Regions from separate parts of the Mus musculus genome. Here region 1 is linked to region 2. The links are chromatin contacts, called in public promoter capture Hi-C maps. All regions are on one chromosome and are shown on one strand. Each heading gives the region's core, a stretch centred on a gene start, on an enhancer-like site or on the middle of the called end of the contact. The rest is flanking DNA. Distances are from core to core; before and after follow the strand shown.

Region 1 (5,096 bases), core at 1,008-3,507, 280 kb before region 2:
GAGAGCAGCACAGCAGGCGGTCGGCCCAGACTCATTTACTCCTGGGAACAGAGGGTCTGAGGTTGACTGAGCAGATGCTAACCTCATACAGGCAGTGCACACAGATCTGTTCTTCCACGTGGATCTCGGTCTGTCAGGGAAGACAGGCCCTGACCACACAGATGTAGTGAACATGCTCTGAGGGGAAGATGAGAACATGGCCGACACAACCGACTAGCTCTTGGCCTTTGGTCCTACAGACCATCAGGAGTCTGGACACACCTACCTAACCCCTAGACCAACGACCGTCACCCAATGGGCTATTACCATAGTTTATAACTCATGTCTCTCTCTGCTCCTGCCTCACCCCATACCACAGCCTGTTTGTTCTTCACACACTTGGCCCTGACACTGTCCAACATGCTCTCCTCAGCACAAAGCCAGGGCCCCTCCCCTCCCGCGTCAGCACTAGGGGTGCCTTGGGCTCACAGCTTGCACTCTGACTGCTCCTTCTAAGTTCTTGTCTCCGTGTGTTCTCTGGTTGCCTCCTGGACATCTCTGGATTCAATGGGTTTCCACTGGGATGACTCCCCTGAGCTCCTGACAAGCGCTGCCCCTGTCCCCACTGTATATGAGTTACCTTTCCCATTGCTGTGGGCAAACGTGTGACCAAAGCAACTCAAGGTGACTTAGTTGGCTCACAGTCTTGGAGGATACAGCTCACCATGTTGGGGAAGGACAGCACCCACAAGTGGACGGCTGCAGGGGGTCCACTGTGGGGAAGCACGGACAGATGAAGGCTCCACTCCTGCTTTCAGTCTGGGGCTCCGTGGGATGGCGGGTCTTCTTTTCTCAGCTAAACCTCTCTGGAGACACCCTCATGCACTCGTGCACACACACAGAGGAGTGTTTCCTAGATGGCTCTAAATCCAGTCAACTTGCTAGTGAGTATGAACTGTCCCAACCCTTGCTTGTACTCACAGAACACCATCTCCCTGCCCAGGTCATTCACCTTTGCTCCTGACCTGTAGCACACGTTACATACCAACTGTGCTTCCTCCCACTAGTACGTACACTACCAGAGGACACACACTTTAACTTTATTTTTAGCTGTTTGAGACAGGGTCCTGCAAGGGCTGGCCGGATGACCTGGCACTTGCTGTGTAGACCAGGCTTGCCTCAAACTCTTGGCAATGCTCCTGTGTTGGTCTCTCAAATGCTGGCTATGTACCAACACGCCTACCAGGATCATTATTTTCATCCACTTTGTTCATGGCCATGCTACAACAGGACACAGTAGGTGCTTAATGAATATTTATAAAAAAAACATGAAAGAATTTGGCCTTTTTTTTAGACAACTATACTTTGTAACCAACAAACTACCTTAAAACCACAGATAACCCTAATTGCTTACAACTTTTGTTTTCTCTTTAAGACAAGATGTTGGTATGCAGTCCCGTCCTGCTTCAAATGTGAGTATGATTACCAATTTGGGACCAGCATGGGTCTTCTAGTGAGTTTTAAGGCCATCCCAGGCTACAGAGTGAAACCCTACTCAAAAGACCAAGGAAGAGAAAAGCTGTGCGCAGGACGGTGGATGGGGCCTTGAGCACCCATCACTTCTCACCAGCCTGCCACTTTCTAGCTCACCCACGCAGCCCATCCCACCTCCCCATCCTGTATGTTTTTACAAGCCAGAATGAGGGTCAAGTCAGGGCAGCAGCCACGTGCTGAGTGGCAGCTGCAGAAGACCTGCTTTCTAGTCATGCCCACGCAGGTCGCTGGGTCGTTCCTCTGCCTCACGAACCCTCCTCGCGCGGAAAACACGAGTCTGCCCAGGGAGGGGTGGGAACAGCCCGGCCCCAAGGAGAGGCCATTCGCAGGGTCTATGGTTTGGTTTCCCAGTCTTGGCTTCTCGCTGCTCGGCCCCCAGTTCGATCCCCCTCTCCCGGCTCCACTCTAGGCTTCCGATTCGGTTCCTCACTCTCGCCACGGTTCCGGTCCCCACTTGGCCCCTTGTTTGGTTTCCCGCTCTGTCCCTGGCTCGGTCCTCGCTCGGCTCCCGGTTCGGTTCCCCGCTCTCGGCTCCACTCTTGGTTCCTAGTTCGGTTTCCCGCTCCGCTCGGCTCCCGGTTCAGTTTCCCCGCTCAGCCCCCGGTTCTTTTTCCTGATCCGCTCCGGTTCGATCCTCGCTTGACTCCCGCTCTACTCAGCCTTCCTCCACTTACCGCGGCTGCGCTTCGGGGTCTGTCTTAAGGGCCGCGGGCACTTCCTCCGCCCTTCCCGACGCCGGCATGTGCTGCCTTGGCAACCGTCACCAGGGAAACCAGCACGGTCGCGCGCGTCTACGGGGGCCGAGAGAGCCTCTAAAGGTCTGAGCTGAGCGTGCTGAGGGGTCCGGGAAGACCCACAGAACTGCACACACCAGCTGGACATGAGAATGCAAAGTGCCTACGAAGCCTCCACTCTTCCGGAGTGTATTTTATTTAAGGATTTGGGGGGTCTGTTTGTTTTTGTTTTTAAAGGTAGGGTATCATACAGTCCAGACTGGCCTCAAACTCGCTCTGTAGCCATGCATGACCTTGAACTTCTCATCCTCCTGTCCTTATTGAATGCTGGATGACACAGGCTGCACCACCGTGCACAACCGACCTCCAGTGTCTTTGAAAAAGTAGGATGCATATCCTACTGGCCTCCAAGGGTTTTGGAAAGTGGACGGTTTTTATGAAATGTAACATAGTTAACCATATTATCTTTGGAAATACAAAACAAGGCGGGAAGAATGTTGGGTTATGATTGTGATTGGAGTAGGCCAAAATTAATAATGCTAAAACCAAAACCAAACCAAAACAAAACGCTTCCTCCTTTTCAAACAGCGCACAGAACTAAAAGAGGAATGTTGAAAGCGTTTATGGGTCACATCGCAGGATGACAAGACACATCCCTCGCCAGTCAGTCTAGTCCAGTCCAGGAGCTGATTCAAGTTCACCCCAAAACCCTTTTTCAAAAAACAAAAGGTGGAGAGCAGTTGAGGACAAATAATGAAGACAACCTCTGTCTATCCCATGCACATGTGCACCGACACAAACAATTGCACACACCCATACTAAGAAAACCTAGACGTGAAACAACACACAGGCAATTATATCAGTATGGTAGGATTTTAGGTCTTCTTATTTATGAATTTATTTATTTATTTGCATTTTAGAAGATTTTAAAAAACAGTGTGTGTGTGTGTGTGTGTGTGTTTAAGAAAATACTTAAAAAAAAAATCTCCCAGTTTGACATTGCTGTATTTCAGGGACTTGAAGGGAGGCAAACACATAGGAAAAATGAGCTGAGGGAGGCCAGATGCTCTCACTAGCCTTTATAATGTGAAAGTCTCCAGCTATGTTAAACCTGTTTTTCTGCTTCCCATTTACTTAACGTGAGTAGTACATCACTACTTGTGAAGAAGATACAGGGCTGGATACCCACAGCCCTGCATCCACCTGCCCACCCCCTCGCAGTACAGTACAGTGTGTCCAGGTGCACAGCATCTCCTTCATAAAGCTTCTCTCTCTCTAACTCTCTCTCCTTCTTTCTCTCTCTCTCTCTTTGTGTGTGTGTGTGTGTGTGTGCCCATGGAGGCCAGAAGAAGGCATTGGGTCCCCTAGGGTTGGAGTCTGTGATGGTTTGAATATGCTTGGTCCAGGGAGTGGCACTATTAGGGGGTGCAGCCTTGTTGGAATAGGTGTGTCACTGTGGGTGTGGGCTTTAAGACCCTCATCCTAGCTGCTCAGAAGTCATTATTCTGCATGCAGCCTGAGGATGAAGATGTAGAACTCTTAGTTCCTCCTGCACCATGCCTGCCTGGATGCTGCCATGCTCCCACCTTGATGATAATGGATTGAACCTCTGAATCTGTTACTCAGCCCCGATTAAGTGTCCTTATGAGAGTTGTCTTGGTTGTGGTGTCTGTTCACAGCAGTAAAACCCTAAGACAAAGTCACTGGTGGTTGTGAACCTCCTGACGTGGGTCCTCTGGAAGAGGAGGAATTCTTAACTGCTCAGACATGACTCCAGCTGGGCAACTCTTTTTTAGCATAGTTTGGTAAATTTAAACTCTGAAGGGAACCAATCCTTTTCCATCTCGCTTCCCTCCACACCCACTGCATGCTCAGTTTCCCTGGGCCCTTGCTTCCTCTCTGCTTTCTCCTCCCGATGCTCCAGATGTGCTATGTGACCAGAAAGCACAAACCAACAGGTCTTTCTTTTTTATGGTCTTCAGTGGCCTATGTGTTGGGCCGAGGCTGAGAACTGAAAATCTGCATGACTGCCAAGAGGCAGAGTGGATTCAGTAGATAGAACCACAAAGCGGCAGGGTCTTCTCCACACTGCGCATGTGCCATTCACCCACTTCATAATCACGAGGCAGCTGGGTGCTGTGGAGAGAATAGGAGCCAGATGTGCTGATAAGGTCCTCGAAAAGTGCTGCTCCTAGAAGCAAGCCAGGCTTCCCTTAGGATGAGAGCACACCGCATGAGAGGATATAGAATCTCAGCTGGCCTCCTAGGGTATGTATTAGAAAGCTTCAGGCATGAATGTACTGCAATCCCAGCACTTTGGAGGCACAGGTAGGAGGACCACAGATTCAAGTCCAGTCTGGGCGCTACACAGAGTTCCAAGCCAACCTGAGCTACATAAAGAGAGCCTGCCTGTCCTAAGAGACTAAGGACTGGAGAAGTACAGAGAGAAGCTCTGCAGTACAGTGCTTGCCTGTTTTGTATGAGGCCCTGGTTCTATCCCCAGCGCCACACTGTGCACGCGCGTGCGTCACAGGATGGCTTTCCAGGTAACTTTTATAGGAGTGTCTGCTTGCATGTATGCCTGTGCACCCTCTGTATGTCCTATGACTGTAAAGGCCAGAGAGAGCCTCAGGTCCCCAGGAAGCTGCGTCACAGGCAGTTGTAAGCTGCCACATGACTGCCAGAAATGGCATGCAGACCCTCTGTGAGAGCAGCGAGTGCTCTTCACGGTGGAGGGGTCTCCCCGGCTACTGAGCGTTGCTTTTAATCAGGATACTCAGTAGCCCATTCTCACAAGTCTAGGGATATTTTTCTCTACTTTCTATTCTT
Region 2 (4,743 bases), core at 1,102-3,601:
AAGCAAATGATGATTCTTCACTAATCTGCTTGGCTCTCACATCTTGATCTAATTTGTTGCCTCTTCCTGATTTTCATCCAATAAAGGACTTCTTCTTTAAATAGTTGCTACTTTGTTGCTTTTGAGATCTGAATCAGAGACTGTAACACAAGGCTGCAAGCTCCATCCTGTCATTTTGTAGCATGTATCTAATTAAGACTTCTTGCAGGTCCATAAAAAGACCCAATGTTAAGAAACCAGTGTGTATTAAAGAAAGCCTTGGGGAAGATCTGAGAAGGGGGTTTCTTCATTAAACTAAGCAAATTTGATTAAAAGCCAAGTAGAGTAATAATACCTTAATTTGTGTTTAAATATTTTAAAATATTGCTCAAGCATAATCATATCATGTTAACTAACACATTGAAGGTGTGGGGCTAAAATTGGGTCATCTTCTTCCCAGCATCACCCCAGCCTTGAGGGAAACCCTATAGATAAGAAAATGGCTGATAGCACTGCCTGTTCATCTCAGGAAGATAACCAAAGCATATTTCATTGAAATCAATTTATAAATTTGACTCACTTCAATGTATTGATTTGGTCAGAGTCTGAGTTACACAATAGCAACATAAACCCCATTTCAAGGGCTCATGTGCTGTAGCCACTGTCCTATGTTATGAATGTTCTTTCGGGGTACAAACTTGGCTACTGGACTTCCCTTGGGAGACCATTATAAGTGATGCTTTTATTCCTTCATTGGCCACAGTGTCCCTGACTAGTGACAGTTCCCAGAGGGCAAAGGTCTTTCAGCAAAAGAGCAGATTGTGCAAGACCTAGTTAGGAGCGGTTGCTCAATGTGTGTCTAAATTAGAATCTCCCTGGCAGAGCTTCTAAGATGGCTCAGCAGGTGGGGGTGCCTGCTGCCTCGATTGCTAATTCGAGTTCCATCCCTAGGACCCATGTGGTGTCAGACAAAGAGACAGAGCTTTCTCTTCTACAGGTTGACTTCTACATGGATGTTGAACATACACACACACACACACACACACACACACACACACATGTAAAAAAATAAGAAAGAGAGACATGAAGAAAGAAAAAGAAAACATTTCCACGTCAAATGACACTGTCCTTTCATGATCCTAAGTCAGGTGGGGCCTGCGTGAGCAGAGGCCAATGCTGGGGTTTTCCTATGTGCACTTTGCCACCCAGGGCTAAAGCATTAGGATAATTGAAGGTCTAAGCACACATTTCAGCAGAAGATCGAGACCACCTTCCCAGTCATTCTGCTTCCCAGCCATCTTCAGGCATGCGAAGTGGATGTTGTAGTATAAATAAATAAATAAATAAATAAACAAATAAATAAATGAAGGGAGGAAGGAAGAAGACTTGCCATTTTCTGACCAACAGAGATGGCAAAAGCCATTTAGATTTTTTTGTCCAGTCAGTTGAGTCAGGCTTGGACATGTAAGAAGCTCATTCTGCTTGTGTGTGTGTGTTTTTTCTTCTTCTGTGGATGCAGGAACACAGAAGGAAAAGTAGGGGAGAGAAACCTGGCACCTGGCTTCTTTTCAGGAGCCCCAGAGGACTAGTCTCCATGGCTCATTATCCTTCCAGGAGATAGAGCTGGGAGTTCCCTCCCTCTTGTCCTGCCACCACTAACATCCCTTTCTGAGTCATCTTGGAACAGAACCATGAACAGCCAAGTTAGTGCCTGCTGTGTACTTCTCCACGTTGTTTCTCAGAGGCTGCCTGGCCTGGCCAGTGACTTTTGACTCTAGAGGCAAGCCTGCATTCAGGTGTTGGGCTTTGCTTCTTTCTGCTTTAGTGGTAACAAAAGCAACAGAATTCTTCAAATGTATTCCCAGAGAGAAGAAAAAGTAAAGAAATGTGTATGTATATATATATATATGTGCATATGTGTATGCATGCTTGTGTATATATGATACACACACACACACACACACACACACACACACATATATATATATATATATATATATATATATATATATGCACGTGCATATGTATATTAATTTTGTTGTCTCTCATTGCTTCAAGCTAGATGGGAGATAGGGTGAACATTGATGGATAAAGCGCATGTGCTCCTTGCCCTCAGCCCCAAGATCTCTTCCAATATCCCCTGAAAGCTATAGCTCTAGCTGCTATGCCTGCTGCCGCTGTCCATCGTCCTGGCGCTTCCTTCTGCATAATCTCTATTCTTTCCAGAGTAGGATGTGCTCAGGCCAGGGCCAGGACGCCCTCCAGTAGACCCTGAGCTGGCCTGCAGGTGCGCCGGGTTAACCCCGCCCCGCCCGACCCAAGGCCCCGCCCTCACACAAGACCCCACCCCATCGCTTTCGTCACGATGACGCAAGGCCCGCGCCTGCGCAGCGCGGCCGCACCCCCGGCCGCCCGCTCGGTATTATGATTAGCCCTGGGTGCGGGGTTCCGGCGGCCGGGAGGGAGTTGTCGACGCCGCGGCCGCTGCGGACGGATGCCCGCCTGCCGGCTGAGGTAGGGCGAGCGCGGCGCGGGAGCGTGGGCCGGGTCTGCGCTTCTCCTCAGCGGCCGCCTTAGCGGGGCTGGGCTGGCGCCGCCGCAGGCGGAAAGTAAGTTGCGCGCTCGGCCCGGGGTGCCCTGCGCAGAGGACGCGGCCCGCGGCACCACCCCGGCCCCGAGCTCGCCCGGCCTGCGGGCTTCGCGCAGCCCGGCCCGGCCCTGCCCTTGCGGCCGCCGCGGGATTGCGGCAGCGCGGGAGTCGACGCGGCCCCGCGCCGCGCCCGCAGCGGGCCCCGGGCGACGCGAGATCCACGGGCCTCAGTTTCCCCGTGGGCCGCGAGTCCCGCTGCAGAGCCGGGCGGCCGCCGCCTCACGATAGCTCGGGGACGCGGTTGTCTACGGAGAAGGGCGCTCGGCTGCGGAAGGGGCAGCGGTGCGGCTCCCCGGGGACTGCTCGGATTTTTTCGCGTTAGGAGACGCTGTTCTTTTCCGTAGACATCGCCTGTTGATTTCTTTCCGAACCATTTGCAATAAAAACAAACACCTTGTTGCCTTTTGCTTGGACTCGGGAGCCAGGAGAGTGGCAGCCCTTTAAGCTTAGGCTTCCTCCAGCTGTGATGTTCTTAAACAGTGGGGTCAGCTACAACCTAGGAGCTTCGCTGTGAGTTCGGGTCGTGTATGCATTGGGGAATTTCTCTCCGGGGTTCCTAAGACTGTAGAAGTCAGAGGCTGTAGGGCCTCTGGGCTGTCAGGTTTCTTACTTTCCCTTCCGTTTAAATGAGCGTATTCTCCAAGTCTTAGGAGCCTTGGTGAAACCACCTGGATGCTTGAAGTGTTTTGTCAGGTTTAAGGTGAAGTAAGCGATGGACCTACAGGTGTACAGCTCTTTCTGCTGAGTTTCCAACAGATTCCTGTCCAGGGTCAAAAGGCTCAGTTTGGATTCTTTGTAGGGATTGGGACACTGTCCCAAATTGATCCCTAACTTATCACAGTTCGTATCGGTGCAGTCTGAAGCCCAGGTTGTCAAGGATTATGTAATCAACTTGTTAATTTCTAATCTTGTTACAGTGTTTTCCAGATTTATAAAACCATTCCCTTCAGAGAAATCTGTCTTCAGCGTCTGGTTAAATATTTCTCTTGGAATTGGGTTCTTGAAGACAATTCTGTATGTGTGTTAATTAAACATACTAATTAGACAAGTTTCTTTCAGAGAACATCAAATACATAGCAATTTTTCTGGCTGTCAGTGTAAAATTGACCCATTTTACAGACCTAGGGATGAAAGAAATTATATGACATTCCCAAGGTCACATAATGAAGCTGGGTTAAAAAAAAATCGAGGGCATAGCACTGACTTAATATTCCTGTCCTCAAAGCTTTCTGATCAGAAACTCTTAAGTGCCACTTTTTGACTTTTAAATTTTTGCACAGCTAGTTATTTTACTTTATGCAGAAATTTTCTTTTATCCTTTTATGCTCTTCTGAGTAAATTTTATAGTATTCTGAGTAAATTTTAATGAATAATTGCAGTATGACACATTTGATTAAACAATGATTCTCAACCTTCCTAGTGCTTGGACCAGTACATTTCCTCATGTTGTGGTGACTCCTAACCATAAAATTATTTTCATTGCTACTTCATAACTATAATTTTGGTGCTGTTATGAATCACAATGTAAATATCTGTGTTTTCTGATGGTCTAAGGTGACCCCCACGAAAGGGTCGTTTGAAAGCAAAGAGGTCGCAGCTCACAGTTGAGAGCTACTGGTTTAAAACATCCAAGAACTGGGAAGTTACACTGATTTTTATTTTTACTTCTATAGAGCAGACAGACATACAGATTAGGTCTTTATGTAGTGATCTTGTAACTTAATCACATAATCCTAAAAGGAAGCCTTTTAACTGTCCTTTAATTAAAATTGAAGGACATTTGTGTTGTTTTTACTGGGCATGTCTACACTAAAGTGAGGTTGCTTATCTCCTGTTGAAAGTGAAACTAACTAGAAAAGGCTATTTGGGGGATATAAGTGAGTGGCTATGATTCTAAGCACTGGTATTAAATAAAACATAATTTATTTCCTATTGCACCTTTCTGAGCATCAGTTCATTATACTGCCTAGGATGAAAAAAGGTATGTGAATTTTCTACACAGCCCGGATTTTCTGACTTAAACACATAGGTGAGAAATACTGAAGGCTTACTTTAACAGCATCCCAGCCACAAGATAGAATGTTTAGCTAAAACACATTTTTGTAGGAAAACTA

What was found. Promoter capture Hi-C pulls out the DNA fragments that hold promoters and counts their contacts.
Region 1: a contact with region 2 is called in a promoter capture Hi-C map of liver, with 3 times the contacts expected there. The contact joins the promoter of Ccdc13 here to the promoter of Snrk in region 2. A contact is called at or near these places in 3 of 39 promoter capture datasets (the C10 cell line, hippocampal neurons and liver), 3 of 484 Hi-C or Micro-C datasets (cerebral cortex and embryonic stem cells), 1 of 115 datasets of contacts at active chromatin or transcription factors (memory CD8 T cells) and 1 of 9 other capture datasets (adipose tissue).

What each region holds. Positions count from the first base shown.
Region 1 is chr9:121,837,204-121,842,299 of GRCm38.p6, forward strand. It overlaps Ccdc13 (coiled-coil domain containing 13), which reads right to left and starts at 2,258. Exons shown (of 16, transcript NM_028384.1): 1 at 2,208-2,258.
Region 2 is chr9:122,114,915-122,119,657 of GRCm38.p6, forward strand. Snrk (SNF related kinase) reads left to right here and starts at 2,352. Exons shown (of 8, transcript NM_001357775.1): 1 at 2,352-2,493.